2 separate regions of the Mus musculus genome follow, and region 2 is linked to region 1. The links are chromatin contacts, called in public Hi-C maps. All regions are on one chromosome and are shown on one strand. The core of a region is the stretch at or near the end of the contact, and the rest is flanking DNA. Distances in the headings are between cores, read along the strand shown. Region 1 holds the start of Calml4 (calmodulin-like 4). Region 2 has its middle 10 kb from the start of Gm39354.

Region 1 (3,152 bases), core at 487-2,986:
GGGAAGGGCTGGCACAGGGCAGGGTTAGCACAGAGAAAGGACTCTTGCTGAAGTAAAGTAGAAGTGAGGTAAACACATCAGGATGCATCGTTGACCCTCTTCTCAGACAAGAAAACTGAGACTCAAAGGTGACTGGCCTGGGAGCTTCCAAAGCCCCATTCCTCGCCCAACCCTGTCCAGGCTTCCAACTCTAAACACTCATGGCCACCTTCTTGGTGTTAGACACTGGGATACAAAGAGAATTCGCCTTCTTCCTTTCTAGTTGTTTCAAAAGCCATGGGAGCGAGGGGGCAGTGAGTCCGTTGTCCAGACAGAGTAGGGGGACTGGTGAGGCTGACAGGTGGCCTCTAGCTTAGGTCCCCCCTTCAAAGACTTTACTTTCCATTGTGTGCACATGCACGCATACAGGTGCCCCAGGAGGCCAAAGGTTTCCTTTGCCCTGGGAGATGGAGTTACAGGTGATGGTGATCAGTTCTTGTATATGTACTGGGAACCAAACTTAGGTCTTCTGCAAGAGCAGTACAAATTCTCCCATAGTGGATTGTCCGCCAGCCCCTGGCCCCTAACTGTGGGCTAGGCTCTGTGTAGCAGAGTCTCCTCACTGTCCCCTCTGTTCTGGGCCTTAGTTTGGGGATAGGGAGTTGAGGAATCTAAGAGTAGGACCAATAGGCACACATCGCTGTCACTCCCTGCTCTAGACTGTACTCTAGTCATTTACATCTCTGGGATAGATCCTTGCTGGGGTAACCAGAAGCCACCCCTGTGGCCTGCTGGACAGTGTCCTGCACCAGAGCTCCGTGTCCCTGTGTACCTGCAGTTCTAGCTCACCGACAAGGTGTCATGTCAGCGGCAATGAGAAGGGGGTTACCAAGGCTGTTTCCCTCCTATGTTGGGGCAGGTGTAGGGGCTCAGCCTCAGGGAAAAGAGAGTTATCCCGTAAAGGGCCTGTGCTGCACTCTGGCCTCTCTGCCAGAAACTCAGCCACCAGATCCCTGGCCAGGTGTTTGCCAGGTCCTGTGTAACTTAATTCTGCCTTTCTGCTCTTGGGGAAACAGAACTCTGCTCTGTGGGAAGCCCAAGAACAAGGTGCCCACACTGAACTAGGCAGGAGGTGCCAGCTGAGCCCCTCATTTTACAGTCTAAGGTCCATAAAGAAATATCCTGCCCCAGCGTGTAACCCTGAGTTCTGTTGCCTGTCTACACTGACTACAAAGCCCCATCCCCCATCTCTGGTTCAATTACTATGTTAGTGACCTTTCTCCATGACCAGCCTCCCACCCAGACCCGTTTCCAGGCTCTCTGGAGCACTAAGCAAGCTCACTTTTATGACCCAGCTTGAAAGTCACACTGACATATAACAAGCCCTGGAAGTCAGTTAGTCGGTCTTCAGGGCCACCCCCAAACAGATAACCAGCTGCCCCACAGCACCTGGCCCCAAGCCTGTGGGTGGGCCAGCTGTCCACCCCTCGGGGCCTTCCTTCCTACCAACAAAACCCAGCAAAGCAAATTGCCTAATGAGACACACATTTTGTGGCGAATTACTAATTAAAGAACAAACCCAACCTACCATTAATTTGGTCCTGGGAAAGGAACTTGGCCTGTAGCAGAGAAAGAACAGTCAAGAGGGGGCTTCAGCGGGGGCCCTTCCCACCTCCTTCCGGCACAGCCCCTCACTCACCATCCTCAGGCTCCCCTTACTCCTGGAACTGAGTTTGGTTCTCTTTACTCCAGCTTGGAGTCGAAAGTCCAGCATGCTGGGCGGAGGCCTGGTAATAAATCCTCCGCTGCCACGGAGACCGGGCTCTATGCCATGAGAGTCAAATTCCGGCTGAGTAGTGGATGCCCCCACCGTCCTGAGAAGGGTGATTGTGAGGAAACCATTTACAGACTCTCCTGGAGGCCCCTGCCCCCGGAGGCTGGGGCTCTGCAGCAACTGGACAATTTGGGTGTTCCTTCTTGGAAGCCTAACTTCTGAAAGGGGGCTCCGGGTGGGGCTGACTCTGTCCTGGTCTGAGTCTGTCTTAGGAAGCTTTGCTCTCTCCCGAGGCTAAGCTGGGCTCCTTGCTGGAGCCAGATAGCACGCGCGCACACGCACGCGCGCGCACACACACACACACACACACACACACACACACACACACACACACACGGTCTCTCCAGAAGAAGCTATCCAAGGGAGCAGTGCTCAGAGACGCTTCAAACACAGCCTTGCAGATGCACTATGTCTGGGGACACGCTGAGGACCGTCCGTCTCTTGTATGCCTCAGTTTCCTCACCAGCTACGTTATGGGCTGCTAGGATAATCCAAAGGCCAATACACAGCCAATTCTACTTCCTAGGGGCTGGGGATGGTGTTGGGTGCTGGGGCTGAGTCTTAAGCTAGCCGCTCAGGGAACTTGGAGTTTGACCTGACCAGGCAGGAAGTTCCTCTCCCTTCCTCGTCTCGCCCTTTCCCGTATTATAATAAGCTGCTGACTCTGAATTTCTCAGCCCTCTATTCCTCTCCCCGTCCCCTGAGACAGGAAAAAGGGTGCCTCCTAGAACTGGTACTGGGCCCTGGGCATGACTAGGTTCTCAGGTTGGTCTGAAAGTCTCCTTTCCCTCATCCACACTCCTTGACTGGTTTGCCTACAAAGTGCTAAATCCAGCCTGGTCCAACTGTCAGTCACTGTGTGTGGTCACATAGCCTGTGTACTACACAGGGAGCAAGGGAGCAAATGAGAGCTACCAAAGGCTGCAGGTGCCAGAGGAAGAGAGTTAAGGTCTCCTGCTAACCCATCTGAGGGCACACAAACTCATGGCCTCCCTCTGGTCCTGACACCTCCATGTGGAATGGTTTTGTTTTTTCTCCTGAGCCATCTACCTCTTCTTACCTGCTTTAGATGTGAGAATCTTGAGGTTCTGACCCACTTTGTGGGGGGTAGGTATGATTTGGAGGGTAGGTATGGTTGGGGAGGCAAGATATGGTGGGGCCTAGGTATGGAGGGGTAGGTATAGTTGGGGGCCTAGGTTTGGTGGGGGGTGGGTATGGTGGGAGTGGGGAAGGCTGGGGGGACACAGTTTAGTTGTCATGGAAGAGCAAGGGAGGTAGGCAGTACTTTTTGACAGGTGGGTACAGAACTGAGGCCCCCAAATACCCTACCTCTGTGATG
Region 2 (3,434 bases), core at 616-3,115, 180 kb before region 1:
CAGTGAGCCAAACTCCTCTCTCCTTAAGAAATCCTCCCTTCTTCCTAACCTCCCTCCCTCCTACCCTCCCTTCTTCACTCCCTCCCCTTCCTTCTTTCCCTTCATTTTCTCTTCCTTCTCTTCTCTTTCTTTCTAAACTTCCCAGGTTGATCTTCAATTCATGATCTTTCTGCCTTAGCCTCCAAGTGCTGGGATTACAAGCATATTCCATCATAGCTTCTTTAAACTAGTAAGATGGCGAATCAAAATGATTTTACCAAACAGAAAAGGACAAGGAAGCCCAGGGAAGGAACTTCCATCCATTCCAACCAATGCTCTTTGTATAAAATGTAATTTACTAGAGATCCATTATAGTTTGAAATGTATAACTTGCAAATATCTTAATGTGTGATTCAAATTTTAATCATTAATAACAAAAGCCATGATTGACAGTTAAAATTTGATAAATTTTGATTTAATTTTAAGCCTGACATCTCTTTTTTAGTTTTTCATCAAATAAAACTTGATGGCTGACTTGCCGGACAGGAGCCCCCTCTCAGGTTCCTGATTGACAAGGTCACTAATGGTCAAAATCGCCTGCCTCCTCTTTTATGTGCTATGGCCTTGCTGAGACATGGCTTGAATTCCCTCATCCTTGACCTGAATCTTTGTCAGTTGCTTTCACCATAACGTGGGTTGTCACATGACAAACATGGAGTCCTTCTTAATAGAAGGAAAAGTATAAAGGGCCCTCCTGAATCCTGGAGTATAAGGCACCCTTAGAATCAGCATCGAACACCATTGCATACACTAGCAAGAGTTTGCTGAAAGGACCCTGATATAGCTGTCTCTTGTGAGACTAGGCCGGGGCCTAGCAAACACAGAAGTGGATGCTCACAGTCAGCTATTGGATGGATCACAGGGCCCCCAATGGAGGAACTAGAGAAAGTATCCAAGGAGCTAAAGAGAACTGCAACCCTATACGTGGAACAACAATATGAACTAACCAGTAGCCTGGAGCTCTTGACTCTAGCTGCATATGTATCAAAAGATGACCTAGTCGGCCATCACTGGAAAGAGAGGCCATTGGACATGCAAACTTTATATGCCCCAGTACAGGGGAATGCCAGGGCCAAAAAGTGGGAATGGGTGGGTAGGGGAGTGGGGGGGAGGGTATGGGGAACTTTTGGGATAGCATTGGAAATGTAATTGAGGAAAATACCTAATAAAAAATATTTAAATAAAAAAATAAAGAAAAAGAAAAAAAAAAGAATCAGCACCAAATAAGAACCAAACTTTACCTCAGATGGTTCAAATGAAAATACCTGAAAGAAAGAGACATTCATGGAAATACGAGCAGAGTGTTGGATGTCAAGAAGGGATGATGAGACACTCAGAGTCCGGCATCAGAGGGAGGGAGGGAGGGAGGGAGGGAGGGAGGGAGGGAGGGAGGGAGGGAGGGAGGGAGGGAGGGAAAAACAGAGAGAATTTTATGTCTGTATTGTTGCTGGAACCCAACATAAGTTAGATCCAGAAAGAAAGGAGTTCCTAACAGGAGCTGTGTAATAATAGAGAGAGGTAGCTACTGCTAAAGCCAGCCACATCAGTAGGGATAGAGCAAACAAGAAATACCTGATCATGCTCTCTTCCTGTCAGGTAGCATTGCATCTGAATTCAAGTAGTCCCTGCAATAAGGACTGGGAAGGGTCATACAATTCGGGGAGAAAACAGCACATAAATGTCAGGAAGTTCCTAAAACTCACAAGATTTGCAATATTCCCCCCCCCCCCCCCAGTTATGAAAGCAGTAAACCACTGTTGGGGGTGGTGGGACTCTCCAATCAGCTGACCTGTTGAGCAACCTGCCCTGTCATGCAGAGAGCTCCAGGGATGCAGATGTCATGAGTCATCGGCCATGTGTAGAAGGCATGGATGATGCAGCTGCTTCTGACTCATCCTTCGTCCTATAAGAAACCCCTCATCCATATTCCTGAAATAATACGCATTGCTTTACCATGTTTGCGAATATCATCCCTTTGGTCCCCAATCTGGGGTGAATAGAGATTTGTTCTCCCTCGGAAAAGTCTCACACAACACTTCCTCTCCACAAACTCCTGCTAAAGTCTCCGACATGTACCCAGAAGTGACCTCCTGGCAAGGGAGGGAGAGAGGTATGACACACAAGTCAGCCTTCAGGGCATTCGGCAGAACAGTCAGAGAACTCGAACCCAATACTTCTTGGCTAGGTACCCCCAATCATAGCATCCCTTCAAACATCCTGAGATCCATTGCCTCGGACTCCTTTGAGATGCCCCAGCAGGGCTGACGTCCCTCTTCCATGAGAGTAGCACATTCCTCGCTGGCTAGTTCTCCTGCCCTGGCTCACTGGGCCTGCTCCTCTCTCCTGCATCCCAGGACAACATGAAAACACCCAAGTTCACCTCAGGCTCTCTTTTCAGGAGGAAGCTAATTAAGACACTGGTCAAACTGGTCACCTTCTCTTCCTCTGCAAAGATGATTCATCTGTGTTTGCATTCCTCCTTTCAGAACAGCTAAGGAGCCTCCCCAGTCTTACTCTCTGACATGACTGAGTTGGGTGGATACCAGGCCACAGAGCAACGCTCAGCCATGGACCTATAGAATCTACAGACCAGAACTCTTAGAATCTTAGAATCATCTAAGAACAATTTTTTTTCATCTTTTATTGCCTCTCCTAAATAGCTCTCTTGGACTCCCTGCACCCTGTTACTCTCCCTATGAAAATTTAATACTGCAGATATATTGCAAATGTACTCTCTCTGTGTGTCTGCTTGGTAGGTACTCTCTCATATATTGCTGAAATTTTCTATTTCCAACTCCAAGGTCCTAGGGCCATCCATCAGCACTGAAGAGCAAGCAAAAGGCAGCTGATGACAGCCAGTCAACATGCACAGGCTACTGCTAATGACATGCCTTCCTGCCCTATCTATGTATTAGCCACAGGTTTTTGGCACTGACCTTAGGTGTGTTCTGGCTACCTTCCATGAACTCCATCTCATTACTCCTCATATGAAACTCAACAAAAACCCAATGAGAGAAATAAAATTAATGCCAAGTGTTCTAATTTCAGCACTATTTGAATGTCCTCCCAAGCTTCAAGCAACCAGAGAGGTTCAGTCCCTGGAGTAATGACATTGGGAAGCGTTAGGACCTTCAAGAGATGGTCCCTAGCAGAAGGCCCTTTGGGCAACACTGTGAGGCAAGTCTTGTGGGACTCTTTGGTAGTTTTGGGGAGAAGGGTGTCAGAAAAATGAACAAGACCACTGCCTCCCCCTCTGCTTCTTAGCTCAAGATGTATTCTTTCTTCTTCTGTTCATGGTCCATGATCTGTCTTCTGCCCTCCGCTGTCCACCATTGGAAAGGGTTATTTGGAAATGACTATGCCTCCCTCTCCCTCTCTGCTTCCTGGCTCAATAC

The links. A called contact is a pair of places that touch in the nucleus more often than the background predicts.
Region 2: a Hi-C map of bone marrow-derived macrophages shows a contact between it and region 1, with 27 read pairs. The contact joins the enhancer-like site here to the promoter of Calml4 in region 1. A contact is called at or near these places in 6 of 39 promoter capture datasets (the 3T3-L1 cell line, the C10 cell line, liver and 2 more), 3 of 484 Hi-C or Micro-C datasets (bone marrow-derived macrophages, liver and nephron progenitors), 2 of 115 datasets of contacts at active chromatin or transcription factors (bone marrow-derived macrophages and kidney) and 5 of 9 other capture datasets (adipose tissue, embryonic stem cells, liver and 2 more).

Annotation. Positions count from the first base shown.
Region 1 is chr9:62,856,688-62,859,839 of GRCm38.p6, reverse strand. It overlaps Calml4 (calmodulin-like 4), which reads right to left and starts at 1,736. Exons shown (of 5, transcript NM_138304.2): 1 at 1,679-1,736; 2 at 1,568-1,598. The coding sequence starts at 1,681. It also overlaps the pseudogene Gm10653.
Region 2 is chr9:63,036,667-63,040,100 of GRCm38.p6, reverse strand. No RefSeq gene overlaps it. Among named protein-coding and RNA genes, the nearest start is that of Gm39354, 10 kb to the right of the region's middle. Within about 2 kb of position 1,865, at least 50 of the 459 cell types and tissues checked have an H3K27ac peak or open chromatin away from gene starts, as enhancers often do. A contact at or near this core is called in bone marrow-derived macrophages, where this site is marked.